Regions from separate parts of the Mus musculus genome. Here all the other regions are linked to region 1. Evidence: chromatin contacts called from public HiChIP or PLAC-seq data. All regions are on one chromosome and are shown on one strand. Each heading gives the region's core, a stretch centred on a gene start, on an enhancer-like site or on the middle of the called end of the contact. The rest is flanking DNA. Distances are from core to core; before and after follow the strand shown.

Region 1 (3,039 bases), core at 203-2,702:
AGAGGGAAGATCACTTCTCATGGCTTCTCTGCCAAGGGTACCCTTCCACATCTGCCTGGATAGAGTACTACTCAAAGAGAGGGCATAGACTCCATAGCCGCCTCTCTTCCTATCCTCATTCATAGTACTCATATACTCTTGGCCTATTGCCACATCTGAAAGGAGGTCTTGGGTGCTCGGGACCCTCAGATCTTGTGAAGATGTAGTCATGGGATGAATGTACTGTATCATCTTTACCACTCCTTTTTGGTCCTGGGTAGATTACACTGGGAATGGTGTGTGTGTGTGTGTGTGTGTGTGTGTGTGTGTGTTATGCCTATATGTGGGATGTGGTACAAGCATGCGTGAATGTATGTGGACACCAGAGGAGGGTGTCAGGAGTCCTGCTCCATCATCCTATGCCTTAGTCCCCTGAGACAGGCTCTCTCACTGAAGCTGGATTTAGGCTGGTGGCCAGTGAGCCCCAGGGATCCTGCCTCCATCTCCAACAATGTCGGGGGTGCAGATGCACACACAACCACGATCAGCAATTTATACAGGTTCTGGAGTTTTGAACTCAGATCCTCTTGCTTGCAAAGCAAGCACCTTTACCCATGGAGCCATCTTCACTGCCCGGAAGTATATTTATTCAGGTCTGGAGTTCTATGGTGGAGACAAGCCATGGTGCTGCGGCAGTGAGCAGTCAATCCTCTCACATCGAAAGGTCAGTTCCATCTGTACAGAGAAGTTTCCTGGGGTTTTCCAGGGCTGCAGGCATCACAAAGGTGTGGAGCCCTTGTCTTGGCCATAGCTGGACCAGTGAGGCCCTGGCTAGTCACCTCCCCAAGCCGCTCTGCACCATCCCCCCACCCCATCCCCCACTCCCGCCCTCCCTGTCTGGCTGTGAACCAGGAAATGGATTTCAACTTCACCTCCTCCCCAGATAGATCAAACATCTTAAGTGAGATTATTCACGGCCCTCCATTGTTTCTAACTCATTTCCTATTTTCCAGTTGAAGAACCTGCCAGAAGCGCTCCGTGGCAGAGATTAAAACAATTTCAGAAGCAGGCACCCAGCGCTTCTCTTTGGATGGTAAGCAAATTGGATGTCTGTGAGAGGCAGGCAAATTTTATTATCAACACATAGTTTGCTACTTAAGTATCCTTAAGACCCCGGGTACTGAAGAGTCCTCGGCAGGAGGGCTCCTGAGAGGGAGGCAAGATGGGGGGCGGGAGGAGACCCCCAACCGGGCCCCTTCAGGCCCAGGCACAGTGGGGAGCTGTCAGACCCTCAGGAGCAGACAAACCCACCCACGTCATTCTCTTTCCCAACTAGGCGCCGGCTTGGCTCTCAGAATGCATTTTTCTGAGTGCTTTGACCTGTTCGCCCACAAAGACACTGACTAAGAGAAGGAAGGCGCGTGTGTGATCTCACACAGCAAATACAGTGAGTCAGAAATAGAATTCGACCCTCACTCATGGCAGCAGATTGATTGCAGAAATGGCTGATTCATCTTCTCCTTGTAGCCTGAGAGTGACAGAGGAGACAGCTCTGGAGGAAGGCCCCTTGTCCCAGTCCAGGATGTCCTTGACTAGCTCTCCAAACTTGTGACGGAAACCAGTTAGCTCTGACCTGACCCTCAGTGGGCTCTGCCAAGGCCGGAAGAGCTACCCCTCTGGCCAGTAAGAATGCTCATAAACAAATGTTTTAAGCAACGGTAAATGACTGGATATGGGTAATTTGTTACCTGGCTACAGCTATCAGATGCAGCCATCTATGTGTGTCCACAGGACGATAGATGCAGGCCTACATTCCCTGCATGGTTCCGGAACCCATACTGACTCTGGCCTGTCGGACAAGGGAGGTTCTGGCTGTTGCTCCTGCTGCTTGTTGCATAAGGAACAGAGAAGAGATGTGCATTACCCTCACATCCTAGGGCTGTCCTGACTTTTCCGTGAGGTTGCTTCCCTTTCGCCAGATTTTCAGTAACAAGGTGTTCATGGGCCGCGCCGCATGCTCAGCCAGGACCCTCATAGCACCCTCAGGTCAATCTTGTGAGGGAGGCATTACTTCACATCTTACAGGTGCAGGAACAGACTCAGCCATGTGTCCTATAGACAGCAGGTGTAGAAATGGGGCTATGTTCAGGGCGACATGTATCTGCACCTACTTGTTGACAAAAAACTTTTCTCAGAGTCTTAGTGAAGGAACACAGAGGCCCTCAGGCAAGCCCTTCTTGATGGTGACCTAACTCATAGTCAGCTCATGTTACAGTCCCTATCTGGATCCCAGTTGGGCACATTCTGGTCGTCAGACTACCCAGAAGAGCTACCTGGGACTACCCAGAACCCCTGGTTACACAGGTGGGATCCTGGTACGGCAGCTACCGCTCTCTCTCCTTAAGGACTTCACTGGACCTCTTTTGGGCCGCAGAGCCCAGAGCTTGTCACTTTATGGTGGTTCCAGCTTCTGAGCTGGCCCCTGTGATTCTCTGGCTTTCCCCAGCTGCTCCCATAGGTGAGCACATGCTTAGGACTCTAGGTGACTTCCCCAGCTCAGCAACATCCCACGGGGCTCTAGACATGGTGCCAAGGAAGAGATGACTAACAAGATCTCTCAGCCAGAGCACAGGCTAGCAAGATCCCTGCTAGAACACAGGCTGGCAAGATTTCAGCTAGAGCCCAGGCTAATAAGATCTCAGCTAAAGCACAGGCAAGCAATCTCACTCTCTGCCTAGATCACAGGCCCGTTCTGGTTTTCACCTTTTCCTGAGTGCAGAGGAACTGGCTCCATCATGAGCCAAGGAGAACAAGGAGTAATTATGACACAAATTCTCAGGTGCAGTGCAGGTGGGGCACATCTTAGCTGCGTGCCAGAGCTTCAGTGTGCCCCGTGTTCTCAGCTGCGAGACCGAGGTGAGGTGCATCTCCCACTTCCAGGCCCGTGAGTGTGGACTGGAATGGTGCCCATCTGACTAATGCCAGAGTCCAGTCTTAGCCCATGAATTTGGTTTCCAATATTGCTTTCCAAGAGCTGGTAGGACAGGGAACAGCGTGTTT
Region 2 (3,039 bases), core at 223-2,722, 580 kb before region 1:
TTGGAGAATCAGTTTGTTAGTTGTTCCTTCAAATGAAAATATGTCCCATGGAATAAATGGCTAGTTCAGCTAGCAACTCAAAACAGCTGGACAAGTGCTTTTCCTTGGTGCAATGGCTGTCTCCAGGGACTTCAGGAAATGAACTAAGAATGGTGATAAAGTTGCCTAGAGAGCATAAGGCTCTGTGTTTAATCCCCAGTAACACAAAAAGAAACAACAACATCAAAACAAGTAATAGTTTAGGAGCACTTTGAATGATTCTCCTTGTGTTTACACTTTCTTTTTTTTTTTTTTTAAAGATTTATTTATTTATTATATGTAAGTACACTGTAGCTGTCTTCAGACGCACCAGAAGAGGGAGTCAGATCTCATTACGGATGGTTGTGAGCCACCATGTGGTTGCTGGGATTTGAACTCAGGACCTTTGGAAGAGCAGTCGGGTGCTCTTACCAGCTGAGCCATCTCACCAGCCCGTGTTTACACTTTCAATACTCCTTTCTATTTTAAGCATTAAAATCCCATATTATGTACTTTTTCTCCAGTAAGAGGAAATGAGAAGTTACACACTTAAAAAAAGTGTGCATGTGTATGTGTGTGTGCTTGTGTATATGTGTGTGTGCGCTTATGTGCGTCTATGTCCATACTTGATGTGGAGGCAGAGGATACCAGGTGCCTTGCTTGTTCACTGTCATATTCCCCTGAACCAGGGTCTCTCCATGGGTCTGGAGCTTGCCTCTATGGTGCAGGTGCACATGCAACCATCCACTCTTCCCCATAAGCCCTTTGCCTGCCTGGAAGGATTACTTTATCACGCTCCTATGTGGAAACTCGGAACAGCATGGTTTCCTCAAGTCCATACAAGGCTCCAAGCTTGGAACAAAACGGTTTTATACTTCTGTGCCTTGCCTTAGGCCCCACCCTCCCTTGGATTTTGGGGAGACTCATGGAGCCCAGACTGGCCTCTAATTCACTGTGTAGTCAAAGATGGCACTGAGTTCCTGCTCCTCCTGTCCCTGCCTTCTGGGTGCTGGTCCCCATACCTGAGTTACCACACTGGGCTGTCTCCTGCTTTCTCTACTTGTCAATTTGACTTTATTCTGTGATCAACTCCTGGCAGGTCTCCCCATCCTCCTCTTTATTATTTAACTACTTACTTTCTCTTCTGTGCTAACTTCCTGCATTTAACAAGATTTAGAGGAAAATCTAGGCACCCAAGCATGGTCGAAATTTGTTAGAAAATCACTCCCTAGAACAGTGGGTCTCAACCTTCCTAATGCTGTGGCCCTTTAATATAGCTCCTCACGTTGTAGTGATCCCTGACCATAACATTATTTTTGCTGCTACTTCATAACTATAATTTTGCTACTGTTATGAGTTGTAATATAAATATTTTTGAGGATAACGGTTTGCCAAAGGGGTGTGACTCACAGGCTGGGAACCGCTACACTAGGCTGAGTCACGAGACTTCCATGGGAAGTCCTTAGCTGAGTCAGTAGCACAAGCAGGACAGAACCTTTGTTCCTACTTCTGTGTAGCCCCAGGCCACTCACTTCCAGAATGAACTATTTGTCACCACAAGATAAAGTCCAACAAACCTAGGGCTCTATAGCATGTAGACACATCCCAGAGTTGCTACAAGTTAGGAGACATGTGGGAACTCACAGCACTTGCTTGATAGATGAAAGGGTCCCTTTGTCTTTATACTTTCATCTTTTGAGACAAATAAGCTTTTTCTATGAAGAACCAGAGGGCAGATATTTCAGGATTTGTGGAAAAATTAAAAATATATTATAGATACATCGGAACACAGAAAAATGTTTCACTTTTTTTCACAAAATTTAATATATAATAGTGAAGTACACTTGGCCAACTTTTAAGGGGATGTAGCAAGAAAGGATGAAGGTTTTCCCTTTGGGGAGATAATTCACCTAACTACCAGTTAAATTATTGTTCCCAACATGAATTCAAACCATCACCCTAAAAACTGTTTATCTCAGCCTGCCCTCCCACTGCCCACCCCAGCCCAAGGCCTTGCTCCCTCCCTCCAGTTGGCTCATTCTATGCAGGTGCCAGGCACGGGCAGCAGCTTGAGGCTTCTCCCCTGGGGAGAGCTGGGTTCTGCCTCGCGTTTTCTCTCCCCAGCCTTCAGCACTTCTTGCACTGGTTTGGTGGTGACAAACTTCACTTTCTGGCTGTCTGCAATGTCTTTAGTTTACTTTACCCTCAGCTGAGGACCACTTGGGAAAATGCAGACTCTGGGTAGATATTACTTCAGTGTGTTAGAGCCGCCACTTCTTTGTCTTTTGGCTGGCATTGGTTCTGACGGGATGTCGGCGATCATTCCTATCATGGTTCTTCGATGTGCACAGCCGCTTTCTTACGGTGCTTTCAAACTTTTCTCTTTATCACTGGGTCTCAGCAATTTGATTATGATGTGACTTGATGTAGTTTTCTTTGTATTTATCCTGCTTAGCCCTTGCTAGGCTTCCAAGGTTAGTAGTCTGATATTTTAAGTCAGATGCTGAGCAGCTCTTTGTTCCCTGAGACTGCAGCTACAGAGCTGCTGGAGAATATGCTGGGGCTGCTGGCTCTGCTCTCAGCACTGGCTGCAGTCTGAGCCATTTCTATTGCTGTCTTATGGCTCACTCACCATGGCAGGCGGACTCTGAACTATCCCCTGATGATGCTCTCGCCTGATTCTCATGGCTTTATGTAACCCCTTGCTGTTTATGAGATGGCCTTGTGGCTTGCTTCTAATAAACAGGAATACAGAATACTGTGGAGATGGCATTCTGAGTTAGCTCATAAGAGGCTAGGGTTCCTTGCTAGCATTCTCTTTAATGCAGCCCACCATCATCTAGTTAGTTTTTCTATTGTGATAGCCAGGTGACATAGAACTAAAAGCATTTCTGCCAGAGACCATTCAGTGAACTTAAAGCAGATTTTTTTTTGAAGTTTAGTTTTTTCTTTCTTTCTTTTTTTTTTTTTAGATTTATTTATTATTATATCTAAGTACACTGCAGCTAAGATGCACCAGAA
Region 3 (3,039 bases), core at 155-2,654, 520 kb before region 1:
TTTTACAAAATGCATCAGTCACCACCTCTGGGCCAACCAAAGTTCTGGCAAACCAAAAGGAAATCATTATTGTTCACAATTAATTTACTTAAGTTCAACATCCCTCTGACAAAGGAAAAGGATCTGATCATACTTGTCTTTAGAAAGGTAGTCATCAACATCTGGCAAGATTATCAGGTTGCCAGTGTCAGTTCCAGATCTGCTGCTGCAAAGCCAAGATGCTACAAGGCTGAGGCTCTGAGACCTGCCAACCTTCCCAGCCACTGAGCCAGGCAGAGTCACTCACTCTTTGGGAGTCTGCCCAGCTCCTACTGCCTGGTCCAGTGCTGGTGGACAGGACAGGGGGCTCATGGAAACAAAGAGAAAGTAAGGGCACGACTGACGCTAGAGAAACACAGACGGACACGTGAAGCTACAAGCAAGAACCACTGTCCTTACATCTTGTTGCTTTACTCTCTTCTTCCCATGCTGCCCAGCACAGCAGAGGCTGCTGGAATACTTACTGAGCACTAAGGATGCTTTTGACAACTGATGCTTGAAAAATCTGTGTGACCCTTCAGTGCGTTTGTTTGTTTTACTTAAATTGTAATTCATCTTAATTCATATTGTTCCACTATTAAATGTAGTACAGGGGAAAACCCAGCACACTCACATTTTGCTATGGTCTGGTATTCCTTTGACTTAGTAGTGACAGTCTCTAGGAATACTGAAGAGCCCCAAGGCCACTCTAGTTCCTCCAGCACTAGAGCTTTACTTGGATCTCACTGGCTTTCCCTGTGGAAAACTAGTTTGATGACAAAATGGCACCCCCACACTTCATCCTGTGACCTAGGGAGTCACAGAGGCAGGTGTGGATGATAGCTGCCTCCTGGTGCAAACCCAATGCTGTTGGCCTGAATTTAAACTATCGTTGTCTCTAGACATTATCACAATAAGAAAAAGACAGCCTCACTGACTAGCTCTTGCTTGGGTTTCTGAGACTCACAGAGCCCAGGCTGGCACTGAAGTCCTTATCCTTTTGCTCCTCTCTCTCAAGTGTTGGGATATCAGCTTCTTTTCCCCTACAGCATCACACTCCTATTCTAGAAGGAAGTAGATTGATCTTTCTAGGGGAGGGGTGTACACATGTCTCCACTGAGCTAGCTATGTGTCCTGAAACGAACCCAGTACTGAGGACACACCTTTCCACAGCAATCACAGGTACATGGTAGAAAGTTCTTTCAGCTGCAACTGACCGAAAAGGAAGAGCTCTGCTGTCATATTGCAGCTGCTGAAAACTTCCTTCTGAGCTGCTTATGGAGGAAAATGGCTCTTGTGTCAGGCCTCTGCAAGCAGTGGAACACTGTGGAGGATGCTTGGCTGGTCTCGGAGAAGTCTGCTGGGGTGGGCTAACTCTTGTAAAGGAGTGGTTTTATGCAAAGTAGCTAACACAATCTTGGCAGAGGAAGAATTCTTCCAGCTGGCAAGAGGATCCACAGAAGGCTGGCATGCCTGTAGAAAGGGTCTTCTGCTTGTGCTGGGTGGGGTAAGACTCATACTCTTCCCAGAGACAGACACAGCACCCCGAGCCTCTTTGCTTGTAGTAATCCTACAGTCATTCTCATGATATCCTCTTCATGCAGCCGTTCCTGAGAAGCAGCAGCAAAGTGCTAAACCTCTCTCTACCACAGAAACATGCAAATGCCACTTGTAAATAAGTAAGTTCCTTGGCAGCACCCTTCTGCTGGCTTTACCTCCAGACTCTCTGGCACAGGAAGCTGATGACATAAGCTGTGTGACAAAGGAGTCTTGTGATATCAATCCTCCTCTATCATGGCATGGGCATCCTTGTTAGGAAAGCAGCTGTTTCTTGGAAACGGTGCTTCCAGCAGCCTCAAGTTCAAGTGCAATACAAGGCTCCTTCTATATCACATTAAGTTTCCTACAGACTTAACTTGCTGGAAACATAAAGTTATAGGCAAAAGCCAGGTCAATGAATGGAAACAAAGTAAAGCAACACCTCCAGAGAAACTTAGGCCCAAGGGTGATGACAACACGTGACTTCCACTGAGTTCTCTGTATAGATTAAATATCTTATAAGCACCCGGCAATCCTACAACCTTTTCAGAGCCTGTGACTGAGGCTGCAAGGGGTTCATGACTTGTCTCATTTTACAGCTTATCAGAGGTGCTGCTGAGGACTCAGGGTGATTTATTTCCAAAGTCTAGGTTTTTCCTACAGCATCACACTCCCATTCTAGAAGGAAGCAGATTGATCTTTCTAGGGGAGGGGTGTACACATGTCTCCACTGAGCTAGCTATGTGTCCTGAAATGAACCCAGTACTGAGGACACACCTTGTAGTCGTGAACAGGACAATACAGGGACCCATGAGTTTAGGTCTCAGGTTATTCATTACTACTGTGTAGCCTCTCTTAGCTCTAGTGTCACTCCATATATAAAATGAAACTAACAGCCAACTAAAATATGTGTTTGAAAAGTGCTGATGTAAGTGGTAATAATTATTATCAATCTGTAACTTTACATGGAAAGTTAAAGCCACGGGTAAATGAAAGAAGGAAACCATGACCTCAAATGTTATTTAACATATTATGTATAGAAAAATAAAATATCCCACACTACTGGGTATCTTCCCGTGCTGCTTTCTGTCTTATTGGCTTGAAAGTCTCCCACTACCCCAGAAACTGACTGTTTTGTCTAGACCAACTAAGCAGCCTGTTCTTGAGCTCTGCCTGTCTGCCTCCCGGCGCTGGGCGGAGCGGCGTGTGCAGTGAGCATCTAGCCTTTTACACGGCTGCGCTCCCTGGGCTTACGGGCTACATGCTTTGACCACTGAGTCACCTCTCCAGCTCCCCACCCTCCATTTTATTATTAACTTTGGTAGCCCTGAAAAGCTGACAACTGTACACAAAAAATTCAGGTACCTACTGCCACATTCCATACCTAACACTTGACCCCATTTGCTCCAGCAAGTATTTACCCCACTCCCATCTTTTCGAATGCATTTGAACCAGGAGACAGATACCAGCATATTTAGAACA

What was found. HiChIP or PLAC-seq counts read pairs in DNA pulled down with a chosen protein or histone mark.
Region 2: a contact with region 1 is called in an HNF4G HiChIP or PLAC-seq map of pancreatic cancer cells. The contact joins two enhancer-like sites. A contact is called at or near these places in 1 of 484 Hi-C or Micro-C datasets (the N1E-115 cell line) and 1 of 115 datasets of contacts at active chromatin or transcription factors (pancreatic cancer cells).
Region 3: a contact with region 1 is called in an HNF4G HiChIP or PLAC-seq map of pancreatic cancer cells. The contact joins two enhancer-like sites. A contact is called at or near these places in 2 of 15 datasets of contacts at CTCF or cohesin (large pre-B cells and pro-B cells), 6 of 484 Hi-C or Micro-C datasets (CD8 T cells, the HL-1 cell line, the N1E-115 cell line and 3 more), 3 of 115 datasets of contacts at active chromatin or transcription factors (the NIH/3T3 cell line, embryonic basal ganglia and pancreatic cancer cells) and 1 of 9 other capture datasets (embryonic stem cells).

What each region holds. Positions count from the first base shown.
Region 1 is chr2:34,029,479-34,032,517 of GRCm38.p6, reverse strand. C230014O12Rik (RIKEN cDNA C230014O12 gene) reads left to right here. Exons shown (of 4, transcript NR_130173.1): 2 at 993-1,072. Among named protein-coding and RNA genes, the nearest start is that of Gm39793, 68 kb to the right of the region's middle. Within about 2 kb of position 1,452, at least 36 of the 459 cell types and tissues checked have an H3K27ac peak or open chromatin away from gene starts, as enhancers often do. A contact at or near this core is called in pancreatic cancer cells, where this site is marked.
Region 2 is chr2:34,608,149-34,611,187 of GRCm38.p6, reverse strand. All of the region lies in intron 10 of Mapkap1 (mitogen-activated protein kinase associated protein 1), which reads right to left. Among named protein-coding and RNA genes, the nearest start is that of Gm34372, 29 kb to the left of the region's middle. Within about 2 kb of position 1,472, at least 48 of the 459 cell types and tissues checked have an H3K27ac peak or open chromatin away from gene starts, as enhancers often do. A contact at or near this core is called in pancreatic cancer cells, where this site is marked.
Region 3 is chr2:34,544,961-34,547,999 of GRCm38.p6, reverse strand. The region is part of intron 7 of Mapkap1 (mitogen-activated protein kinase associated protein 1); the gene reads right to left. Among named protein-coding and RNA genes, the nearest start is that of Gm34178, 29 kb to the left of the region's middle. Within about 2 kb of position 1,404, at least 44 of the 459 cell types and tissues checked have an H3K27ac peak or open chromatin away from gene starts, as enhancers often do. A contact at or near this core is called in pancreatic cancer cells, where this site is marked.